2 separate regions of the Gossypium arboreum genome follow, and region 2 is linked to region 1. Evidence: chromatin contacts called from public Hi-C data. All regions are on one chromosome and are shown on one strand. The core of a region is the stretch at or near the end of the contact, and the rest is flanking DNA. Distances in the headings are between cores, read along the strand shown.

Region 1 (2,786 bases), core at 221-2,720:
TCTACATCCTGTTAATTCATGCATCTTTACACTGAAGTTTGTGTCAGTTTCGTAGGCCTGCTCTGTGGGAAAAGAATGTTATGCATTTAGCTGCACCTGGTTACTGATTTTATTTTATTATATATTTTTTCAGGGCTGGGATGATCCTTATGTACCTCGTACTCATGAAGGTCTTCTGAAGTGGAAATATGCTCGGCTGAACTCTGTTGACGTTCTATTTGAGGTTGTCCTCATCTTCTTTTAATTGGTTTTTGTTGTTAAATAGGCTCTTTTTGGCTTTAAGAATTTGTTGATATTCATCGTTAAACTGAAAGCTTTATGTCTTGACAGATTGGTAGTGACGATCGTGAACAGCTTTTTCTGTTTGAACGGGGGAGAAAGAAGTTGATGGAAGGGAATAAAGTTGAATTTAGAGGTTGCCGTGAAGTGATTGTGTTTATTCCCTTTTTTTTGTTGTTTTATTTGAGATAAAAAATGTTAATTTTTATTATTCTCACTTTTATGAATTACTTGCAGATGTTCCAGATCCCCCTTCTTCTTTCTCTGGGAAAATTATAGAGTGTTCTTGGGATCCTGATGAACATGTGTGGGTCTATATGCGGATCAGGACAGATAAGTCGACTCCCAATGATATCAATACTTTTAGGAAGGTCCGACTCATTTGGTAATTTGACAAATAGTTAAATTCTTTCCTTATCTAATAGCAGAAAGTAAAAGCTATTTGCTTATGCAAGAACAGGTTATGCGAAGTATAAGGGATAACATCACAGAGGAAATCTTATTAAATGAGATAAATGAGATTATTCAGTTGCCCATGTATGCTGATAGAATAAGGATTGACAGCAAGGCACGCATGCATGCAAATGCAGCACGACGCAGGTAACCGAACAGCATGCTGGCTGGTGTGTAGTTGATTCTATTGAGGTATTGGATGCTTGGGTGTGCCTTTGATTGCATGCGTGGTCCAAGTTTCTGTTGGTTGCAACTTGAGAGTTATGTGCATACCTAAGCTGGTGAGGGCATCATGTAATTAGCTCTCTCTCCTGTTAGTCTTGTAGGGTGAGTTGTATGATCCTGGGTGGTACATTAGTTGAATAGTTGGGCCACATTCAGGTTGGAAACTATTTTTCTTACAGTCGTTCAGATGAAGAGGATTAGAATTAGGGTAACCAATGTATATTAGTGTATTCCTTTTTCTAGTTTCTCCCCTGTACTGATGATCCCTTGAGTAATATTAGAAGTAGCCATTTTCCTGTCTTCTGTGACTATTTTGCTGGGTTTTAAGTGATACTCTGAGTTGGGCCGAGTGGTAGTAATTGAAAAGAAGTTGATGAGCCGTTCGAAGGTAACTAAACTTGGCTATTCGTTTGGTTAGGTTGGAATTTACGTTTTGAATAACACGTACTTTGGACAAAATCAACTCAATAAGTGTAAATGGCGATTCTGTTAACATATGCTATTTTCACTCTTACTGATACAGTGCCAAACAAATGAAATAACAACTGCCACAATCAACCACCTTAATTTATTTTTTAATTGAAATGCGATTGATCTTAAAAATTCTTTTTATATCCAAAATAATTTTTTTTTCGGGGAATTGAATCAAATCAGTTGTTTTTAATTCATTGAATCATCGATTAAACAACAAATAAAAACTAACCAGTTGAATTCACCCCATTCAATCGCTACATCAGGGTTTATAATATTTTCTATCATCTTCTTTTCCCATTTCCAAATTTTCTTTCATCTGCAAAATAATATTCCTTAAATAGTTACGCATTTTTTTATTCTTTTCTCTCCAAAATTTCTGGAGTGAAAACCATCAGACAGTATGATATCCTTCGACATTAGGGTCGTTTGGTTTCTTTTCCTTTTGATTACTCGCTGGAGTTTCACTTATGGCCAGGACTCCAAAAATAAATTCCGTGAACGAAGGGCCACGGACGACGAACTTGGTTATCCCGAAATGTATGTTCGTTTCTACCTTCGTCGATCTTAATATTCTTTTTTTTTTCGGATTTGGCAATTGGATTCAATCAGAGGAGAGGAGCTGTTGTTATAAGAAAATTTATCATGTTTGAATGTGTAGGGATGAAGATGCCTTGTTGAACACACAATGCCCCCGAAATTTAGAACTTAGATGGCAAACAGAGGTCAGCTCTAGCATTTTTGCTACTCCGTTGATCACAGATATCAATAGGTGAAGTTTTAGTCTTCCTTTAAATTTTACTTTTTTCTTTTATTGCGTGGTGATCTTTTGATGTATTAAAATTTTATTTCTTTTCATTTCATTTTCCGAAATCTACTGATTTTATAGTAAATTAATCTTTTGTCATGATTTAGTTGACTCGATTGTGTAATTCTTAGTGACGGGAAGCTTGATATAGTAGTTCCCGCATTTGTTCACTACCTAGAAGTTCTAGAAGGTTCTGATGGCGACAAAATGCCGGGTACTAATCCTTTGTTTTCTTCTGCCCATGTTCGAATCAAATTTTTAAGATAAACTTGTTTATTTAGTTCTGCAATCTGTAGTAATTTTATTAAAGTTGATGTCTTTGAGTTTTCAATAATATGGCAGGTTGGCCTGCTTTTCACCAGTCAACCGTGCATTCTAGTCCTCTCCTGTTTGATATTGATAATGATGGTGTCACAGAAATTGCTCTGGCTACCTACAATGGCGAAGTACTTTTTTTCAGGTTATTTAATTGCTCACTATCTAAAATGCTCCTTTCCTAAGTTGCTACAGGAACTCGTGGTGGTGATGTTTGCATACTAATTTCTCCAAG
Region 2 (3,015 bases), core at 6-2,505, 160 kb after region 1:
CTTATGGTTAGTAATGTCACATCTTCTAACGTTATTGTTACTTTTTATATAAGAGATAAAATGTATGAGTCTCGGGTCTCCATTAGTCAATCAGAGAGAGATGAATGTCGAAATGGACATAACTTTCCAAAGCTATCATTATTGAAATCAATGGCTATTAGGTGATGAATGATTCTACTATCAAGTGGATTTACTCCCATATTACTATGACAATGAACTATTAGAGAATCCTCCATTATTGTAAAATTTTGAGTGACATATCATTTTATGATTGAAAACATTTATTTAGAAAATCTTAAGTATGTATCATAGTATAAAATGTATAAAACGAATATTTTGGGTTTTCTAAAAGAAACTAATGAGTTGGATGGAATATTTATAGATTTTAAGGTTAGGTTCATTTAGAAGTTTTTTAAAGAGGTGGTGAGGTGTATTCAAAGTTTCGTTTCTCTTTTCAAATAATCGGATATAGATTACTATTTACATATTTAAAAAAACCATGAAGACCTTGAAACCTACGGATGTCAAGTTCTATTTAAGTGTTATCCACGTCCTTACAAAATTACATTATATTATTATAGTTTAAAACTTAAATAATTTATGGTGAACTTCATATCTATAGGTACCTTTTTAATCATTTCATAATGATTGCCTTGATTCTAATGGGATGCAAAAAGCTTGATGGCACATTACATATTACAAAACTCAAACCCTAAAAACACATTTTGAGAATTAACTTTTGAAGAAACCTATTTTAAGATTTAATTCGGGATAAGGCAACATTTAGTCATTAAACTTAGCAACTTTTCTCACCTTAATCCATAAATTTATTTTTGTCCACATTAGTTTTTAACTTGGAAAATTTCCCAATTTGGTCCCTAAAGTTGGATTCAATTAAGGTATGTCAACGTGACACTTTGAGATTATTCCACGTCGCTACTTGGATTTTTTTATTTTTTAATTATATATATTTAAAATTTTCAAGTGATGATATAGTACAATCTAAGAGTGTCATGTCATCACACCTTGGGATCAAATTGAAAAAAAGTTACCAAGTTCTGGGACTAATGTGGACCAAAAATAGTTTAAGGACCAAGTTGTAAGAATAGTTAAATTTAGGGACTAAAAATTGTTTTATCCCTTTTAATTAAATATTTTACAATATTTAAGTGGAAAACCCTAACTAAAGTATACGTGTCATGGGTCACTCGCCGAGATTTTCTATTATTTATTTATTTATGTCTTCTTCTTTTTACTATTTATCTTTATTTTCTAATTTTTTTCCCGTTACTACCATCATTCTGTTTTCTCTTTCTTTCTTCTCACTGTCTGTTGGAGCTAAACAGTATTGAAAGGCCCAATCCCAGAGGGAAAGGGGAAAACCAAATTAAACAAAAACTAATTTCTCTTACATTTTATTTTTTATTTTATAATTTTATAATTTATTAATTTTCTCTGACTGAAGCTACTAATATGAGCAGAGCGCTCCTCTCATGCCACTACCGGTTATGAATCCCAACGTGGAGCCACCACTTCCTGGGTTAGCACCGCCGCCACAACCGCCTCAGCCTCACCGTCCTTCTACCTCCTGTGACCGCCATCCTCAAGAGCATTTTACTGGCTTTTGCCCCTCATGCCTCTACGAACGTCTCGCTGTTCTCGAGCCTTCGTCTTCTTCTGCTTCTTCTTCTTCTCGGAAACCTCCCATCGCCGCCAGTACTTCAACCGCCACCGCTGCACTTAAAGCCATTTTCAAGCCTTCCGGAGGAGGTGGCACACAGTCCGGGTTTTTTCCCGAGCTCCGGCGAACAAAGTCCTTTTCGGCCTCGAAAAACGAGGGTTTCTCTGGTGTTTTTGAGCCCCAGAGGAAATCTTGTGACGTTAGGGCTCGAAACACCCTTTGGTCACTCTTTTATCAAGAAGCAACTGCAAACGGGAGGTCTTCTGAAGTTGCTGAAGCTGAAGCTCGAAATTTGGCTTCTTCGACTGTTGGTCAAGGTCCTGTTTTTGAAAGCAAAGAAGAAGACCAAACTGAGAGTGAAACCGATCACAATGACGACATAGTGATCGTAGAAGAACAACCGCCCAATGTGGCTGCTTCTGCTACGAATTTGATAGAAGAGAAAGTTGAAGAAATTGTGGAAGAATACGAAAAGGAACTGTGCCAAGAAGAGGAGCTGAAGCCCATGAAGGATCATATAGATCTTGATTCGCAAACAAAGAACGCTTCTGGACGAGATCTCAAAGAGATTGCTGGGAGTTTCTGGTCAGCTGCTTCAGTCTTCAGCAAGAAATTACAAAAATGGAGGCAAAAACAAAAACTTAAAAAGAGGGGAAATGGATGTGGGTCAGCGAGATTGCCAGTGGAGAAGCCCATAGGCAGACAATACAGAGAAACCCAGTCAGAAATTGCGGATTATGGGTTCGGGAGAAGGTCTTGTGATACAGACCCAAGGTTTTCCCTTGATGCTGGGAGGATGTCATTTGATGCACCAAGGATGTCTTTTGATGCAGCAAGAATGTCATGTGATGATCCCAGATATTCTTTTGATGAACCAAGAGCTTCCTGCGATGGATATCTGATGGGGAGAATGTTCCCAAGAATGCCCACAATGGTTTCCGTTGCGGAAGATGCTCCAGTTCATCATGTTATGAGGTCTGATACTCAGATCCCTGTGGAGGACCCGACGGCTATGAATTCTGTTACTGAGGAGGATGAATCGCTTCCTGGAGGGTCAGCTCAAACAAGGGATTATTATTCTGATTCTAGGAGAAGAAAAAGTCTTGACAGGTCCAGTTCTAGTAGGAAGACTGCTGCAGCTATAGTGGCTGAAATGGAGGAAATGAGGTCGGTTTCTAGTACAAAGGTTTCCCCTGCAACTGTTGATTACACCCATGGACCTAAGCCTGTCATTCCTGATAGGGATTCCAGGGATTCAAATTCTTTGAGGGATGATTATTCAGACACTTTTGAGATTGGCTTCAAAGATAATGCATCTGTGATTGGGAATGGGG

What was found. A called contact is a pair of places that touch in the nucleus more often than the background predicts.
Region 2: a Hi-C map of leaf shows a contact between it and region 1, with 3 times the contacts expected there. The contact joins the promoter of LOC108457757 here to the promoter of LOC108459003 in region 1. A contact is called at or near these places in 2 of 5 Hi-C or Micro-C datasets (both in leaf).

Annotation. Positions count from the first base shown.
Region 1 is chr4:107,943,529-107,946,314 of ASM2569848v2, forward strand. It overlaps LOC108459003 (protein DEFECTIVE IN EXINE FORMATION 1-like), which reads left to right and starts at 1,471. Exons shown (of 13, transcript XM_017758378.2): 1 at 1,471-1,968; 2 at 2,090-2,200; 3 at 2,368-2,450; 4 at 2,579-2,696. The coding sequence starts at 1,832. LOC108460788 reads left to right here. Exons shown (of 18, transcript XM_017760438.2): 15 at 134-223; 16 at 331-415; 17 at 517-650; 18 at 740-1,268. The coding sequence ends at 883.
Region 2 is chr4:108,105,432-108,108,446 of ASM2569848v2, forward strand. It overlaps LOC108457757 (protein OCTOPUS-like), which reads left to right and starts at 1,256. Exons shown (of 1, transcript XM_017756886.2): 1 at 1,256-3,015. The coding sequence starts at 1,494.